Regions from separate parts of the Rattus norvegicus genome. Here regions 1 and 2 are each linked to region 3. A link is a contact called in public Hi-C data. All regions are on one chromosome and are shown on one strand. Each heading gives the region's core, a stretch centred on a gene start, on an enhancer-like site or on the middle of the called end of the contact. The rest is flanking DNA. Distances are from core to core; before and after follow the strand shown. Region 1 has its middle 260 kb from the start of Trnap-agg90. Region 2 has its middle 290 kb from the start of Trnap-agg90. Region 3 holds the start of Spry2 (sprouty RTK signaling antagonist 2).

The links. Hi-C and Micro-C count contacts between places; a contact is called where the count stands out from the background.
Region 1: a contact with region 3 is called in a Hi-C map of prefrontal cortex, with 4 times the contacts expected there. The contact joins the enhancer-like site here to the promoter of Spry2 in region 3. A contact is called at or near these places in 5 of 12 Hi-C or Micro-C datasets (Schwann cells, frontal cortex, liver and 1 more) and 1 of 1 datasets of contacts at active chromatin or transcription factors (oligodendrocytes).
Region 2: a contact with region 3 is called in a Hi-C map of the A7r5 cell line, with 4 times the contacts expected there. The contact joins the enhancer-like site here to the promoter of Spry2 in region 3. A contact is called at or near these places in 4 of 12 Hi-C or Micro-C datasets (the A7r5 cell line, Schwann cells, mammary epithelial cells and 1 more) and 1 of 1 datasets of contacts at active chromatin or transcription factors (oligodendrocytes).

The regions. Positions count from the first base shown.
Region 1 is chr15:88,748,587-88,751,592 of GRCr8, reverse strand. No RefSeq gene overlaps it. Among named protein-coding and RNA genes, the nearest start is that of Trnap-agg90, 260 kb to the right of the region's middle. Within about 2 kb of position 1,357, at least 4 of the 93 cell types and tissues checked have an H3K27ac peak or open chromatin away from gene starts, as enhancers often do.
Region 2 is chr15:88,781,046-88,783,777 of GRCr8, reverse strand. No RefSeq gene overlaps it. Among named protein-coding and RNA genes, the nearest start is that of Trnap-agg90, 290 kb to the right of the region's middle. Within about 2 kb of position 1,392, at least 59 of the 93 cell types and tissues checked have an H3K27ac peak or open chromatin away from gene starts, as enhancers often do. A contact at or near this core is called in the A7r5 cell line and Schwann cells, where this site is marked.
Region 3 is chr15:89,110,547-89,113,246 of GRCr8, reverse strand. It overlaps Spry2 (sprouty RTK signaling antagonist 2), which reads left to right and starts at 1,321. Exons shown (of 2, transcript NM_001393836.1): 1 at 1,321-1,845.

The DNA.
Region 1 (3,006 bases), core at 108-2,607, 360 kb after region 3:
TCCCTCAAAGATTGTTTGGATGTAACAGGAAGAAAATCCTGCTAAATGAACCCAAATGCTTTCTTAATAGCAGAGAGTTTGTGTGTCTGTGCATGTGTGTGCCTGTAGAGTGTGTGTGTGTGTGTGTGTGTGTGTGTGTGTGTGTGTGTTTTCATTCTAATACCTCAAAAAATTGTAAGATCTACTAAATCAGCAACAGTTTTAGAATAGAGAAGGGAAAACATTAAGACATTGTCAATGATATAATTAAATCAAAGTAAAATTCTTTTATAAAATAGCAAAGAGCATAATGTAACATTGAGAAACACGTTTGTAAAGCAAACTATTGATGATGACTACCTTCGGAAATGCAGAGGCTGGCTTTTCCCTTTCTGCATCCAGGATGCGGGCATTAATTAGTGCATTTAAAATAAGCTTAAGATGGGGGCAGAGAGGTGGCTCTGTGGTTATGAGCACTTGCTGCTCTTTCAGGGGACTTCAGTTCAGTGCCCAGCACCCATATGACAACAAACAGCCACCTGTCATTCCAATTTCGAAGATTCTGATGCCCTCCTCTGACTCCTGCTAGAGCATATGCATGCAGACAAAACACTCATATACATAAAATCAACACTTTTTAACAGATAGCTTAAAATTCAGAAATCCCAGCCTAAGACTATATCCGGGAATTGCTATCAGGATATCAAAGAGGTATCTGTGCTCAAGTTGCTTGCATCACTCCCCGATCACAGCAGCTAAGATAAGGAATCGACCTAAATGGCCATCCCTGGATGAACACATGAAGAAAACGAGGAATCCATACACAGTGGAGTTACTCATCCTTGTGAAAGAAATTCTGTCATCGGCAAAAACATGAGTGAACCTGGAAGATATCATGCCAGGAGAAATGAGTCAAACACAAAAGGGCAACTATAGATAAATCTCATTTACATATGGAATCCTAAAATGATAACCTCAGCGAATTAGAGCAAAGAATCTCTTTAGCAGGACTGAGAGTAAAGGGGATCGGGAAAATAGAACCCTTTTCATCTTTTAATAGAACTGCCTGGAGCTGGTGGCTACCCTCTGTGGGAATGGCAGCGATGGTTATGACAGTATCAGTGAGAGGAGATGAATACATGTTCATCATGTGCCGGATACTGTTCTGTTTTTATGAATGTGTTCATCGAATAGTTACAGAATTCTGAGGCTTCCACTTAATGCTTGGTCATGGGCACAGCTTGTTTGCCGAGCTTTCCTCTCTGTAACCAGTTCGTCTCTCTTGACTCCTGCTGTTGGGCAGTCAGTCAGGCACAGCAAAACTCTAGAGTTGACACGCACTGCTGAAGGGTTCCCTTGCCCTCTGAGGAGCCATGCAGCGACAGCAATGGAAGGCTGTTGTGGCATCTTCCTTTGCTATGAGACTCAACACTGTCCCTCTCTGGCAACCGGCACCATTAGCAGATTTCCGGAATGGCCTGGTTACAAGATAGCTGCCACCTTTGTTGACAGTACTTCATTCCAGATGCAGAAATAGCAAATGGTGGGAGTCTTTATTTCAAGAAGAAAAAAAAAAACATTCTGAATACTTGTTTCTGATTGCAGTAGAAGCATCATGCCAGCTTTTGTCTTGAATTGCAGGCACTAAAATGTTTGTCCAGACGTGACCAAAATAAGCACTCTTTACCCATCCCAAATAACCTTATCTTAGTAAGTTATCGATCTAGAACCTTATCCAATCATCGTAATTGGCTGAGCAGTCCTTACATACATCATTCACGTTGTCAACCTGGATGAGACTGTTCCGTTTCTGCAATTGAAATTTTCAGTCAGCTGTGACTCCTTTTTCGTGAGTCAGCCCCGCTGCTGGGTCAGGATGCTGGCATTGATGGGCAAACAAACTTTGCTTCTTCATTGCCTATTTGCTGAAAGGCTGCTGCAATCATTCATGAGCTGAGCGTGAGGTACCTCACCTTAAAAGCAAAATAACCACCACAGAATTCCCCACATCATGGAACATGTGCTCAGTACAGACATGGAATAACGCTAAACGGAAAAGAGAAAAGGTAAAAATGGCTACATGGCCAAACGGTGTAATACATACAGATCTGACAAAACAAAACCTACTACAGAATAGAGAAAAATGCCTCTGAAATATGACCATGTTCCTGTCTGTCGAAAGCACATTATTAATGCTAGTGCACTGGGATCAGACAACTTCAATGCCAATAAAACCACCAAATTAATATACAAGTACACTAGGCATAAAGCTCAGCAGGATTTAATTACTCCCTCCCCATCTTTGTTGTCATTGTAGTTTTTGATGTTTTTATTTTGAGACAGGATCTCGCTACATAACCTAGAACTCATGACCCTCCCGCCTTGGCTTTCTAGTACCAAGACTAAGAATGTACCACCACAGTGGTACTTTAATAAAGTGGGCTTTATTAAGTTCTGACTCCTGGTCAGAAAACAAGGGGATTGTATGTCCTCATTAGCACGATTTGTTCACTGGATAAGTTGGGAATAGGTAAGATATTAAATCAAAGTCCTCTGTTGTTTCCAGCTTGGGTTTTTCACACGGGTGGTGACTGAGCCTTATATACACTGTGATGATTTGAATGAGAAATGTTCCCCTCGGGGTCATATATGTGAACACTTCACTTCTTGTTGGCACTGCTCGGGGACATTATGGACCATTTAGGTGGCAGAACCTTGCTGAAAGAAGTCCGTCCTTGGGGTCACCCATAGGCTTGGCCCATGTCCGCTCCACACTCTCTGTGATCTCCCAGCTCCCTGCCCCAGACACCTGCTGACGTCCTCTCCTACCATTACGGACTCCCCATCCAGAGTCATAAGCCAAAATAAATCTTTCTCCCATTGCTGCGGGTCACGGTGTTTTATCACAATAACAAAAGGTAACAAACATCCACATTAAAGAGAAGGTCTACTGGGTTCGGTCCCCAGCTCTGAAAAAAAAAAGAACCAAAAAAAAAAAAAAAAAAAAAAAAGAGAAGGTCTACTTCA
Region 2 (2,732 bases), core at 143-2,642, 330 kb after region 3:
GAGACTCTTCGATCTTTTCCCACGGGTATCCTCTTGCTTGCCGATCACCCAGAGACCGATACGCATGTGGTCGTGTCTTCTGACAAACAACATGGCCGCCCTGGCTCCCCTTTGGTACATTCTTGTTTCATCCAAGACCAGGCTGCTCCTTTTCTCCCAAGCTCAAAGCCCCGGGCCACATAAGGGCAGCGCAGCCACATCAGAGCTGCTCCTGGCACCAACGAAAATTATTTGCCCCAAGAGGCAAACACAGCCCAGGCAGTGTCCAGGGTATCAATCCCTCTCTTCTCTGTTATAAAAGGTCCTATTGTAGAGACACAAATCATTCGGAGATGGCATAGACAATGTCTAATCAGTTAATAGCCACTGAGAAGCCACTGGGTACTGGCCCCAAACTAGATGCCGCCTGTAACCGGAGAAAAGCAGGACAGAACACGACGCGTACAGATTTATATTCCTCTCTTCTTCTAGCTCAGGACACCCGGGAAAGCATGAATCCTTTGAGCGAAAGTGGACAATGGCAGCCATAACAGAGATGACAATACTTTTATCTCTGGGCAGCCAGGTGGCAGATACGTCCCAGTGTGTTACTCACACTGGTCTAGGTTGGTGCCCTGCTTCTGTAATGAATCACCACTTTGTGGAGTTTACGGAATCTCTCTGAGATTCTCCTTCCTTGTTTGCGAAGCTAATATCTACCTCGCAAGTTCTGTAAACAACTGCAGTGTATGGAACTGCTGGATGCGTCGTGAGGCGTGCTGATAACACTCGGTGGTATTTTGTTTTCCCCGTGTCTAGAATTAGAAACGCGTCAAAAGTCTCTTACGTACAATGTCCTGTTTAGCCCTCGCGATAGCCCCACTCACATTCACTTTAGTTTTGTGAATAGCATTTCAGGGTTTGCTTTCTGAAACATAATTGAGAAAAATCCTTTTGGTTTCTGAATGTACCTCTCCTCCCTGGCAAGCGTTACAAAATACCTGAAGCTATGAAAGGGTTAATTTTATTCCCGCGTTCCAGATGTCTTCAGCACCTTGACTTTGGTAATATATTAAGAACAGTAAGTCTTTCTAATGAAAGTGAAAGGTATGCATTGTACTTAACTGGACCACTTTCCCCTGAAGAAATGTTGCTTCTGGGACTGCATCCCGCCATGTTCTACAGGGTGAGATACGGTTTGTTGAGCTTTACCCTTTTGGAGCACATTTTCAAGCGACTGAAGTTGGTATCCAGGCAGTTAAAACTACATCAGCAGTAATAGCGATGAGCTCATCTTGTATAAAGACATTTTTAGTTAAACACCACAATCTTGGGGGGTAGGGGAGTGAGTTAGTGTGCTTAACCAGGCTGGCTTGGAATAGCTCGCAATATGACGCATACCACAGGAAATCGAGTGGTATGAGGCACCTACAAAATATTTTTCAAACAAGTCATTGACGCTGTAAGCCCCATTCCTCAGCTTTAGGAAGTCACTTATTAAGAATCAACACCAGCCGTGCCAAACTAAGCTTCTGCTCTTGGTGATTTTCCAATTGAATATTCAGGGCCCTGTCTCAGTCTTGTTTTCGGGGAAGTACATGCCTGGAATGTTAGCAAGCTATTTGCTGGAAAAAATGCCCACAACAGACCCAATGTTGATTATATTAATGCGTTTGAGTGGGTATAGAGTACAAATGATTGAAAACGCTTCCAGATCCCCGTTACCGGGGACAAAGCAGCCTCTGTTCTCTGATCCGATGGTCATTTTTTTTTCCAGCAGAGGATGTGGTGCAGGAAGAGGGAAGAGTGCCAATCTCTGTCTAATGGTTCCAAATAGGGCCTGGGCCTAGCTCTTTGGATGCGACGAGTGGGAAATGAAACGCAGATGGGTCAGATGGGTAAGGAGAGGGGGATTACAGGTCAGGCCAAAGAGTTGGAATAAATTAAGTGCTTATGAGGTACAGAATGGTACATTGTTTAAGTGAATGGACAGGGGAAAAACATTCCGGCATTGTTTGGACCAGTGAGGGAACTCAAGCTTCCCCCTCCCAGACCCACAGAGGCTGCAGATCTGCGTCCTCAGGATGCGTGTGAACAAAACCCCGGAGTGTAGCCAATGGATGCCTAGAGGATTCCTCCCCGCCCTAAAGAAGCAATTTCGCTTTATTACACACGAGATGTAATTTATTGGGAGAAATGTTTGGGTTCGTGTCAGATCATAGAGAGTCAGATTTGGGGTTCCCTGGAGATCGCTGAGGAGAAGGTGAGTAACCACAAATTAATACAGCAGGGAAATAAAGCGACAGAAGTAACGCTTGAAATATTGAACCAATTTCCCCCATTTTAGCATTTTAAAACTTTGCCCATAAATCTGAAATCAACTTAGGAAAACTAAGCAGACCCTTACAAGGCAGGAATCAACACAGACAACAAAAAGGTAGGTCTAAAAGACTTTTTTTTTCTCCTTAGTTTTAGGGCTCTTCATGACTATAGATACAGACACAGATGGCTCTTCAGACAACTAGAAAGGTCTAAAATCAGATAGAAAGGAACCAATGAGATAGAGGATGGGAGTGCTGCCCCCGAGCCAAGGTTCATTCCAGTACCCACAGGAGAGCGTTAACATCTTTGAGATATCCTCTAACCTCCACAAGCCGGCCATGTTCAGGACCTGTGCACACTCTCTCACACACAGAGAAATAAGCAATGGAGAAATACAAGCCATACAGGTAACTTTAAACACCGAGGGTGAT
Region 3 (2,700 bases), core at 72-2,571:
CACCCCGCTCCCCGCGTGCTTCCACGTGCAGGCACCTTAGTCCAGCCACGGCCAGAGCGTATGTATTTTCTGTATTTTAAATAGTTAACTATAGTCCGCTTCCAACAAGAACAGGAGGAACATATATGAGAATGTTCTAGGTGACAGATAGTGGGATTTGAAAGATGACGCTCTTTTTATTTATGGTTTCGCGAAGGAGGACTTCTGTAGGGAAACAGACCCCCCCCCCATTTCGGAAGTCCATGATGTCGCCCTGAGTAATCGCGTGGGTATTACAGAATTAATTTAAAAGGTTTTTTGCATCGAGCAAAACAATACAAAAAAAATCTTCAAAAGGCCTCCATCTATAGATAACCCCTCTTAAAAATGAAATTCTAACAAACTACAAGTCCACACACAATCAAAAGCCAATCCCAGTCAGAGCAGAAGGGACTTGAAACCCGAATCTACATTCCGTTCCTCCCGTACAAGGCTCGGAGGTGGGGGAGGCGGGCTGTGCTGGTGCCCGGTGTATAATCGGGTTAATCCAGTAGACAAAGAATAAACCAATAGCCCTCCCACCTCACTTCCCGCTCCCCTTTCCCTCCCCCTCCTGCTCCCACCCCCACCCTCTTCGCCCCCTGGGCATCGGTGGGGGGTGGGGTGGGGGAAACACAGGAGAGAAGAGGTAGAACCGAAATGGATTCCAAATCGAATCCAAAAAGCTGCAGCTCGGCTTTCCACGCTAAGGCTGTGCGGCCGGGTTAGTTTGCAACGTCCCTCCTTCTCCTCTCCCGGCGGCGAGGAAGAAAGTTCCCTAAGTGAGCCCCAGCCCGCGGCTCGTGGCCTCTGGGGGGGAAACCCTTAAGGTCAGTGTTTCCTTGAAACTAGATAAACTGACCTCGCGGCGGCCAGCGCGGCCCCGCGTGACGGCGCCCGGGCTGCAGGAGCGACTGGGGACGCGCGGGGCGGCGCGGTTGCCCTTTTGAATGCCTCCTGCGGCTCGGAGCGCTGGCGGGCGCTGGAGTGCGAGTGAATGTAGCCCCGCGGAGCCAATGAGCTGGGACCGGATGCGATATATCCTCTGGGACAACAACTGCTCTGTTCCGCCTCGGATCCACATGACGCCATTTACTGCTGCCGCGGCCGCTGCAAAGCTCCCTGCCTCCTCCGGAAAGGCGAGGGCGCAGGCCAGCGGCGCCCCCCCGCCCGCCCCCCATCCCCGGCCGGGCCCCAGACCCTCCTCCCCCGCCGCCTCCTCCTCCCCCTCCGCACCCCCACCCCCGCCTCGGCTTCGCCGCCGCGCCTCCGCAACGCCCAGTCTGCACGAGCGAGAGCTGCGCGCCGCAGCGCCAGCGGAGGAGAGGGGCCGGCGGAGCGCGCAGCGCCCAGGCCCCCGCGCGCGCCCGGCCCGGCCCGCGGCCCCGCGCCTGCCTCCGCTCGGAAGCAGCCCCGGGCCCCCAGGACTTGGCGAGCTGGCCTTAGGTTCTTTGTAAGGCCGTGCTCGCCTCGCTTTCTCTCATCGACCAGGAAAAAAAAAAGAGAGACTCGCCAACGTTGGCGCTTCGGCCTCTTGTTCATTGAGAAAAAAAAAGGGAAAGAAAAAAAAAAGGCAGAGGAAATACTCCGCGTGCGCTTCTGGAACGGAGGTCATCTCTCTAGCTCGGAATCCGGGAGGGTTCCAACGGTGGAGGATTTGGCTTCCAAATTTTCCCGTGGTTTTAATCCTCCCACCGACTGCTTGGAAGTTGGACTGAAGCAGAGTTTGGAGAGAAGGAAAAAGTTTGCATCGGGACTGGATTTATTTGCACATCGCTGGAAGAAGAGAATCCAAGGGAGAGGGGTTGGTGCAAAGCCGCGATCACGGTGAGGAGCATTTGGCTTTTCCCCTTCTGGAACCACAGCCGGCCGGGAGTGGGGTCCGGGTTCCTCTCTCCCCCTAAACCCGCAGGCTTCCCGGGAGGATCAGGAAGCTATCCCGCGGATCTGCTTCGCCTAGAACAGGGGTTCGGCCACGGCCGGGCTACAGGGTGCGCCGGTGCAGTGTCCCCCGTCCCGCGACAGCTCACTCTCTTGCGGGGTTTGGGGCGTTGGACCGCTTCACTGCGTTCTACTCCTACCCCTGCATTGGCGACGATTCAGTCGCCGAGAGCCTTAGAGGGAGGGAAAACACTTTGTGTTTTCCAGGTCGCTGTTGCAGGCTCTGGCATTGCTAACCTGTTCTTCCATTCGGTGGAGGCTAAGTTATAGGAGAGCTAGCCTGCGGCGGGGGCGCCTGTGGGGTTGGGGTACTGGGCTTCTCACCTCTCCACCTCACCGGGGCCGAAGCCCGGCGGGCGAGCAGAGGGTAGAGTGCCAAGCGGAGGGAGTCCCCGCCTCTGCCCGGTGTGGACAGTCTAGCCCGGTGCGGGTGGGAGCGTCGCCCAGCCTGGCGCCGCGTCTCTGCGGTTCGGAAGTGCAGCTTTCTCTTTTTTTCCGTTCTTCGTGGTCGGCCTAGGTCACGCTTTTTTTTTTTTTTAAATATATTTGGACACTTAGGCTGACCTAGACAGGAAGAGAGTTATCAAGTGGTCGCGGTCGGTTTCCATTACCTGAAAGTAGGTGGCAAAATAAAAAGGCTAGTTCCCCCCTCCCTCTTTTGTGTTACTGTTTTTAAGATTTGGAGTCTTAACGCCTTTTTTACAAAGGGGTTTCTGTGTCGGTTTGCCCCACCCTAGTGCT